Regions from separate parts of the Mus musculus genome. Here all the other regions are linked to region 2. The links are chromatin contacts, called in public ChIA-PET and HiChIP or PLAC-seq maps. All regions are on one chromosome and are shown on one strand. Each heading gives the region's core, a stretch centred on a gene start, on an enhancer-like site or on the middle of the called end of the contact. The rest is flanking DNA. Distances are from core to core; before and after follow the strand shown.

Region 1 (2,700 bases), core at 110-2,609, 110 kb before region 2:
TGCTCCTGAAGCTCCCCCCACTTGCACACAGTGGGTCTCTACTCTCTCAGTGTCTACCCTGCAGGCCCTCCACGCACAGTAGGCAGTTCATCCTATTGCTCTCTCAGGTCCTGTCTTCCTGCCATGTCCACATCTTTGGAGGCAGTCTCTCAAACCAGCTCTCTGGTGCTGTTTTCCTCTGGGATGCCAACTCACCTCACGGAGGAGTAAACTGAGGTGGAGAGAGGAGGGTAAAGTCACCCAAGGTCACACATGTCTGGAAGGACGTGGCCTGGACTGCAAAGCTGAGGAAGTCCAGTTTCCCTCCTTTTTTTTAGGATTGGGTGGGGGGCGGGGTGAAGTCTCCTGCTGGGGGAGGGGCCTCACAGCGGGAGCAGGCATCGTGGTGGGGGATGGGCGGCAGGATGATGGAAGTGCTTTGGCTTTGTTAAGAGAGAAAGATGCAGGGGGGACATGAAGCCCACTAAAGCGTCCAGTCAGGTTGACTAGGACGGCAGTGGCCACCGCCTGGGGGAGCCAGTGAGGCACGTGGTAACTATTTGCGCAAAGGGGACAGGTTAGTCGAACAAACAAATATGCAGTCAGTTGATCAACTGCCAGAGGTCAAAAGTAAACCCAGGATGGGGCATGACCCAGCCTTCTCCAGGGCCACCTCTGCTCCGTGGAGCTAGGGACCCTGGTCCACCTAAAAAGCCATAAAAAATCCCGCTCAAGTTTAAGAGTGAAATTGAAAATTGAAGCGGCTTAGTAGGGCTCCCGTAGAGGGTTTTCCTTGTAGCTTTCCAGAGCACGCACTGGGCAGCCCGAAGTGTAGGACACCCCTCTCCGCGTTACAGGGTACCAGTGTGCTGCCGATGCAAACACGCTCTGTGCTGAGCCCTTCCGGATCACACTGTTTTCCTGGATCCCCAGTTTTCCTGGGACAGGGGGTGCTGTTCTGATCATTAGAAAGAGAGGAGTGTGCTCTACAGGTAAACATATCTTCCACAAGTGGCTGTGGCACCCCCAGTTTCCGTACTCCCAAAGGCGCATCTACATAGGTGTAGGTAAGGCTGTCTCAGCTTTCTGCTCTTATTTCAGTTACAGATGCGACCAGGTGGCTCAGAGAGGCCAGATGATTTGACTGGCCCCGAGCTGCTCTATCCCAGGTAAGGCTTTTAACTCAGGACTTTCTCCCTTTCAGGCGATTCTTATGCTCTGGCAGGTTTGGACAAGAATCAGAGCTCTGAGACCACACAGAGGCTTCCTGATCCTTCCTGAGCCGCTGCGGCTGACCCTTGGAGTTTGGGGTCCTGGCGCCAGCGGGGCGGGCCAGGCGTGCAGAGGGCGGAGCTGCTGGGCCCTGCCCAGGGGCGGAGCTCACCTGGGGACCAGGTAGACAGCTCCCCGGCAACCTGGCCGCCCGGGAAGCCTGGGCGCGCAGCAGCCGCGGCCTCGCTAGGGCCCCAGGGACGCGGGCAGGGACTGCGACCAGCCCCACGGCCGGCTGTGGAGCAGCCTGGACACCAGTTCACCATGGGGAGACGCCTCAAGTTTCTGCAGAAACTGGCCTTCTTGGGCCAGAACCACCGGTACAAGGCGCTGGAGAGGGACGAGGTGGAGACCCTGGTGAGTCTGGGCGATTTGGTATGAAGCGTGGAATTAGATCCCACATTTGTCCCCTGGGACTCTGTATCTGACCCCTGGGAACCCGTGGATCACTGGACTCTGAGATTCTTCTCAGCACCTCAGTTGACTCTGAAAAGAACCTAGCTTCGAAGTAAGCAGCTCCACCAGGCTCAAGGCGCAGAACTCAGCAATTAACTTGGTTAGGCCAGCCCATTTTGGGACCGAGAAACTAAGGCCGGTGCTCTTTAAGGGCATGGAGTTAGCAGGCCACCTAGCCAGAAGTTAACTTCGTTTTCTCCGATTCAGGGGAGTTTAAACTCCTCTACCCAGAGAGACAGCTGCGTGAACTTTTACAGAAAGGCTGCCGGGATTGAAAGGGATGTGGACCCAAAACAAAAACAAACAAACAAAAAAGCCACACAAAATCCCGCTCAAGTTTAAGAGTGAAAATTGAAATTTGAAGCTGTTTAGTAGGGCTCCTGTAGAGGGCTTTCCTCCACATCAATGTGGTTTTTAAAAAGCTGCTCTGAGCCAACGCATGGTAGCACATGCCTCTTATCCCAGCACTTGGGAGGCAGGGACAGATAGATCTTTGAGATAGAGACCAGTCTAATCTGTATAGTGAGTTTCAGTCCAGCCAGAGCTACACAGAGAAACCCTTTCTTAAAAAGCAAACCAGAACCCCACTCTGAATGGTATAATGTCTTTGAACCTTAAGGTAGCTTCTGGGCTAACCTTACAGAGCTTCAGTGCAAGAAGTTTCTCTACAGGACCAACAGCCATAACGTTGTTTCTGTGACTCTGATGGTGCCGTTGGGGTCCAGCCAGCACAGCTCCCCACCCCTGCCAGCTTTGTAAAGGCTGAGAGTGGAAACTCACAGCACACCCAGAACTCCATGCTTGTCCATGGGGAGCTGAGACCTGTGCTCTTTAAGGGCATGGAGTTCTCAGGCCACCTAGCCAGGGAGTCTTGTCTTGCCGAGGGGGAAGAGGGTCTAGGTTAAATTTGTAACAACAGAAGATGTTTTGTAATATTTCAATTTTATTTTCTCCCAAGGAATGCCATGGTCAAAACACTTGATGGTGTGGTTT
Region 2 (2,700 bases), core at 64-2,563:
GCTACGTGATTCACCCCAAACAGCCAAGCACCCCAGGTAGCTAGCCATCAGATGAGAAGAGAGGGTAAGGCAGACCCTCAATGCATGGACGTTCCAAATGGTGACGCATTAATTAGTCATCGATGAAATTCTAATGCCCGGTGCAACATGGGCGAACAAATCCCTGAACATGGGCAAAAACAGACAGACATGAAGAGCCACCCACTGTCTGGTTCCTCTGACAGGAAATGTCCAAAAAAGGCAAATCCACAGAGAAAGCAGACCAGAGGTGACCAGGGGTGGGAGACAAAACAGGAAACGGCAGATGTCATCTAAGACGCATTGTGGTAAAACTGCACAGTTCGTGGAGGTGACTGCAAGCCAGCAGGGGTCAGAAGAGCAGCTCACTCTGCCCCACACCAGCCCAATGGCAGCTTTTCAGATTCCAAAAGACACCAGGAACTGGTGGCATATGCCTTTAGTCCCAGCACTCAGGAGGCAAAGACAGGTGGCTCTCTGGGATTCGAGGCCAGCCTGGTCTACAGAGCGAGTTCCAGGACAGCCAGGGCTACACAAGAAACCCTGTCTCGAAAAACCAAAAGATAAAAATTCTCAAAGACAATCAAGATTATTTTTCTTTTACAAACAAGACAGAGTCTGAAGACCACAATGCCTGCCCAAGGTCACAGACCTGGGACTACAGCCTCAGAGCAGGAGTGTGGCTCAGTTCAGTGCTTACCTTAGCAGGCAGGAGGGCGCGGGTTCAAGCCCCAGCACTGTCCTCACCCCCAACTACTATATGTAGATATCAAGAAAGGGAGCAAAATGCTTTGGAACTAGGGAGGGGTGGTTAAAGAGCTTACTTTTACATTAAATGGATTTTACATCAATAAAAACCAAAATCAGCAAAGTCGCCATAGCACCAGAAAGATCACGTTCTCGGCTTCCTAGATACCATGAGCAAGGCCACCAAGACATGGCAGGATATGGAGGAGGGGTTAATATTTGCCAAGAGAGGCAAGCCTCACACAATCTGACTGAATCCACCCTCAATACATTAGCCTTTTACCAGGTTACGATAAGGCCCTGGGGGCAGAGCTGAGACAGCCTTATGCAGCCCCAAATTCAAAGACCCTTCCCAGCAGCCCCAGGGCCAGCACTGCTAAGCTTATGCATGTGACCCAGACCATGGAAGGCAGTGGACCCCAGGTCTGGAAAGAGAATAGAGAGTTGTGTCTCAACTCCCAGGCCAGCGGCACGGGGGAGGGGCGCGGGTGCCCCAGCAAGGAAGTCAATGGGGCAAGAAGCCTAAGAGGAAGTTCAAAGTCCTCTGCTTGTTTGACAGCCTTATATGGCAATGTAAAGAAGAACCTGAAGTCTGGGTCAGGAACAAGAGTTTAGGAAGACAAGATAAGGACTAAGAAATCTAAAGGGAAGTTCTAAGGGCTGGGTGCAGCTATGGCTAAAACCACAAGAGCTGTCCCGTGGTCACACTACAACCAGGCAGTGTGGGATGCAAGCCCAGAGAGCAGGAGACTGACTGCCCACCAGTCTGAAGCCAGTTTGTGTTACATAGCAAAACTCTGTCTCAACAAACAAACAGGGGCTGTGCACGTGGCTCAGCTGGCGGAGGGCATGCCTAGCGTGCACAGAGCCCTGGGTTCAAGCCCCAGCACTTCATAAACCTGGCGTGTTGGCGCAGGCCTGTAATCCCAGAGAGAAGAGGATCAGAAATTCGAGACTGGGTGGGGAGATGGCTCAGAAGGTAAAGGCACTCGTCTCGAAGCCTGATGATCTCAGATCCCCGCCCTGCCCCGCCCCCCCCCCCCCCCCATGAAAGGAGAGGCCAGCCCCTGCACGCTGTCCAGACTCCACATGCTGCTGTGGTGTGCACAAATCCCCACACAAAGTTAGTACATGTGACTCCGTCTCAAAAAGGAGATCAGACTAGTGAATGGTACAGAGCAAGAAATGTAAATAGGCAAAATCGTCTATACTCTACCAGAGATACACCACGTACGTGCACACATATTCACTGTCCCAAACTTAAAAAAAAAAAAAAAACACCTCGAACCTTGAGGCACATTTAAAACCAAATCGCCATGAAGCGAATGCTTCCAAGTCTCCAAAGTTGACAGAACAGCCACGTGGGGTCAGCCACACGGGACATTCTCTCCTCTCTGCTGCCACAGAAGACAACTTTGTCTGCAGATTCGTTTTTTATAGTTGCTGCCTGCAGAGGCCAGAGACGGATCCTCTGGGACTATTACTGTGGGAGAGCAGTGTGGGGGTGCCGATCACACGTTCCAGCCTCCCCATCCCCACCCCCCAGGTCACGACCTTCCACTCCTGCTGTTCTGGGGAACCTCAAAGTTAGAAGGCAGAATCAAGAGTCCCTCATCTTGGGTTGAATGGTTTTCCCTCCAAGTGACCAAGGCAGGCAGCTAGCATTTCTGAGGCCACTGGAGCCCAAGCCATACTGTGGTTCCGAGACAGAGCCTGGGTCTTCGCTACGGGCTGATGTCTCTCATCAACAATCAGTCAGACTGCGGCCTTGCTCGCCACGAGCCTGGCTCGGGGCTGATGAACCTGGCTCTGTTCTCCTCACCCCACAAGAGACCACACTGCCCAGCTGAAGTCAGGGGTGTGTGCAGACTCACATCCCCCCCAGCAGGAATATGGTAAAGCCTAGGAAATCATTCCTACCCCTTGGACCACGGT
Region 3 (2,700 bases), core at 124-2,623, 97 kb after region 2:
GCCAAAAGAAAATTCTCAGGAGAAAGAAACCATTGAACCAACTCGTAGAGTTTTGCTTTGCTTTGCTTTGTTTGCTTTGTGGAGCCAGAGTTCGGAGTATGAAGCGTAGCCCTGTACTAGGGAAGTAGGGGCGGGAGATACAGGAGTTTCAGTTCATCCTTGGCTGCTAGAAAGTTTGAAGCCAATGTGCATGGGGCGCACGCCTTTAATCCCAGCCCTTGGGAGGCAGAGGCAGGCAGATTTCTGAGTTCGAGACCAGCCTAGTCTGCCAAGTGAGTTTCAGGACAGCTGGGGCTTTACAGGGAAACCCTGTCTTGAAAAACGAAAGAAAGAAAGAAAGAAAGAAAGAAAGAAAGAAAGAAAGAAAGAAAGAAAGAAAGAAAGGAAGGAAGGAAGGAAGGAAGGAAGGAAGGAAGGAAGGAAGGAAGGAAGGAAGAGAAAGAGAGAAAGTAAGTTTGAAGCCAGTGCGCATGGTGGTGCCCACCTTTAATCCCAGCATTTGGGAGGCAGAGGCAGGTGCATTTCTTAGTTTTAGGCCAGCCTGGTCTACAAAGTGAGTTCCAGGACAGCCAGGGCTACACAGAGAAACCCTGTCTTGAAAAACCAAAAAAAAAAAAAAAAAAAAAAGAAAAGAAAGTTTGAAGCCAATTTTTGCTACATGTGTAGCACAGCAAAGAAAAACAAAACCAAGACACCTGAGGGCAACTCTCTGGAGCAGCTGTGCCCACACTTGAACATTATCCTTTTCCTTCTTGTCTCTAGATCCTAAACTCAGTCCTACCCGTGTACCCTCTCTCACCTCTACTTAATAAACTTGCCAACTTTGCCCCACAGGGGCTTGTCATAAAATTCTTTCCTGGCCCGGCAGTGGTGTACACCTTTAATCCCTAATCCCTGCACGCTGGAAGCAGAGATAGGCAGATCTCAGAACTCAAGGCCGGCCTGGTCTACAGCTGGGAGTAGGAGGTTTAGTAAGGTTTTTTGTTTGTTTTTATTATTATTATTGCCTATATGGCTGAGTCAAGAACTTTCCCGTGTGTATACACTTGCGTGTGTGCAATAACTAACACCTACTGAGTCTCTACCCTTTGCAGAATGTGCTAAGTCATCAACATGACTATCCACCCCCCACCCCGAGACAGAGCTACCTTACGTAGCTGTGTGTGACCTGGAACTTGCTATGTAGACTGGTCTGCAATTCATAGATGATCGTCCTACCTCTGCAGTCTATATACTGAGCTCACAGGAGTACAATTCCTGGATTAACGAGTTCTTTCTAAAATTGTTTATTTTGCGTGTGCCCCTTTGTATGTCAGAAGACAGTCTGTAGTTGGTTTTCCCCTGGCGTCATGTGGATCCAGAGAATGGAACTCATTTGGTCCTCAAGGGTACAGGAGGCAGGGCTCCGTTACCCGCTGAGTCATCTCACTAGCTCCTTCAACGTTTACTTTTATGTTTTACAAAGAAAAAAAAAATCTTTTTTTCCCCAATGCCAGGTAAAACAAGCTAGTGAAGAGAATGAAGAGTGAAGGAATGAATGAATGAACGAACGGTCAGAAGAGCGCGCTCCATAGGGTAAGGGATCCTTGGAGATCTCCAGCGGAGATCCCAGGGCGGAGCTCAGGCGGACCCAGCGCAGTAACCACTCCGGAACTCCACCTTGCAGCCCCAGGGTGCCTGGCCAGCTCCATCCTCACGCCCTCGCCTGGAGCAGCCGCCCTCGGCGCGCTGGGGACAGAAGGGTCGCCGGCCCGGGGCGCACGCCCACCTGTCGCGCGCAGGCGCAGAACGCCGCCTGGCTCTCCCGCGGCGCAGTCAGTGCGCAGGCGCGGCGGCCGCTGCGAGTGTGTCTGTGCGGCGAGAAGATGGCGGCGACGGGAGACGCGGCGTGAGAAGCCGGAGCAGCACCGAACCTCATTGAGACGGGCCGCCATGGCCCTCCACAACCCACAGGTAGCGCGGGCCGTGTCTGGGCTGGGAGGTCTGGGCCACGGGACGGCCTCGGGGCGACGATCGCGAGGTGCGCGGCGGGCGAGCGGTGGGGGAGGCGCCGGCACGCTGCCGGCCTAGGCCCGCGCCGCGCCCCTCAGTGCCGCGCTTCCCCGGCTTCGGAGGCCGCCCGAATCTCCCCGAGAGCGCCCGAGCCGCCCCGAGAGTGTCCGAGCCGCCCCGAGAACGCCCGAGGCCGCAGGGAAGGCCTCCGCGTGCCCGGCCCGCAGCCGCCGAGTCCCGGGCGACGCTCTGGCCCAGCGCCGCCGGGGACCTGGCCCCTGGCCTCGGGAATTCTATTGCAAAGAAAACCGGGAAGCGCCGGGGCGGCATACTCCGGTTTGCCCGAGACTGACACCTTTTGCACGGTGTCCGAGCCCGGGCTGGGTCGGGGCCCGGCAGGCCGGATTGCCTGCTGTGTTTTCTGTGCCCGGAGCTGCTCCTGCAGCCCCTCTCCTAAGATGCACTTAGGACGAGTGAGAAGTCAGCACGTGGTGCCGCTTCTCCGGGCTGCGACTCTCGGGAAACTAAGAAGTAAAATTGCCTTTTTGAGGATGGTAGGTGGATGTATGTACAAGGCAGGTGAGGTCGGTCTGGTGAGGCCACCTTTGAAGAACGATCGTCTTTTTATTTGATCTTTCTCTTGGTCCACGATCGCCTCTAACTTAAGTTTTTTTTTTTCCCTATCTCAGCCTGGTGCGTTGCAGGCAA

The links. ChIA-PET counts read pairs in DNA pulled down with a chosen protein or histone mark. HiChIP or PLAC-seq counts read pairs in DNA pulled down with a chosen protein or histone mark.
Region 1: an HNF4G HiChIP or PLAC-seq map of pancreatic cancer cells shows a contact between it and region 2. The contact joins the promoter of Atp2c2 here to the enhancer-like site in region 2. A contact is called at or near these places in 1 of 39 promoter capture datasets (the SN4741 cell line), 1 of 484 Hi-C or Micro-C datasets (uterus), 3 of 115 datasets of contacts at active chromatin or transcription factors (bone marrow-derived macrophages, pancreatic cancer cells and trophoblast stem cells) and 3 of 9 other capture datasets (adipose tissue, liver and pancreatic islet).
Region 3: an RNA polymerase II ChIA-PET map of memory CD8 T cells shows a contact between it and region 2, with 342 read pairs. The contact joins the promoter of Usp10 here to the enhancer-like site in region 2. A contact is called at or near these places in 2 of 484 Hi-C or Micro-C datasets (Th1 cells and natural killer cells), 11 of 115 datasets of contacts at active chromatin or transcription factors (the 230-238 cell line, the HPC-7 cell line, bone marrow-derived macrophages and 7 more) and 3 of 9 other capture datasets (adipose tissue, liver and pancreatic islet).

Annotation. Positions count from the first base shown.
Region 1 is chr8:119,698,650-119,701,349 of GRCm38.p6, forward strand. Atp2c2 (ATPase, Ca++ transporting, type 2C, member 2) reads left to right here and starts at 1,360. Exons shown (of 27, transcript NM_026922.1): 1 at 1,360-1,608. The coding sequence starts at 1,516.
Region 2 is chr8:119,811,803-119,814,502 of GRCm38.p6, forward strand. The region is part of intron 3 of Cotl1 (coactosin-like 1 (Dictyostelium)); the gene reads right to left. Among named protein-coding and RNA genes, the nearest start is that of Cotl1, 27 kb to the right of the region's middle. Within about 2 kb of position 1,314, at least 163 of the 459 cell types and tissues checked have an H3K27ac peak or open chromatin away from gene starts, as enhancers often do. A contact at or near this core is called in the 230-238 cell line, the HPC-7 cell line, Th1 cells and 8 more, where this site is marked.
Region 3 is chr8:119,908,987-119,911,686 of GRCm38.p6, forward strand. It overlaps Usp10 (ubiquitin specific peptidase 10), which reads left to right and starts at 1,374. Exons shown (of 14, transcript NM_009462.2): 1 at 1,374-1,953. The coding sequence starts at 1,933.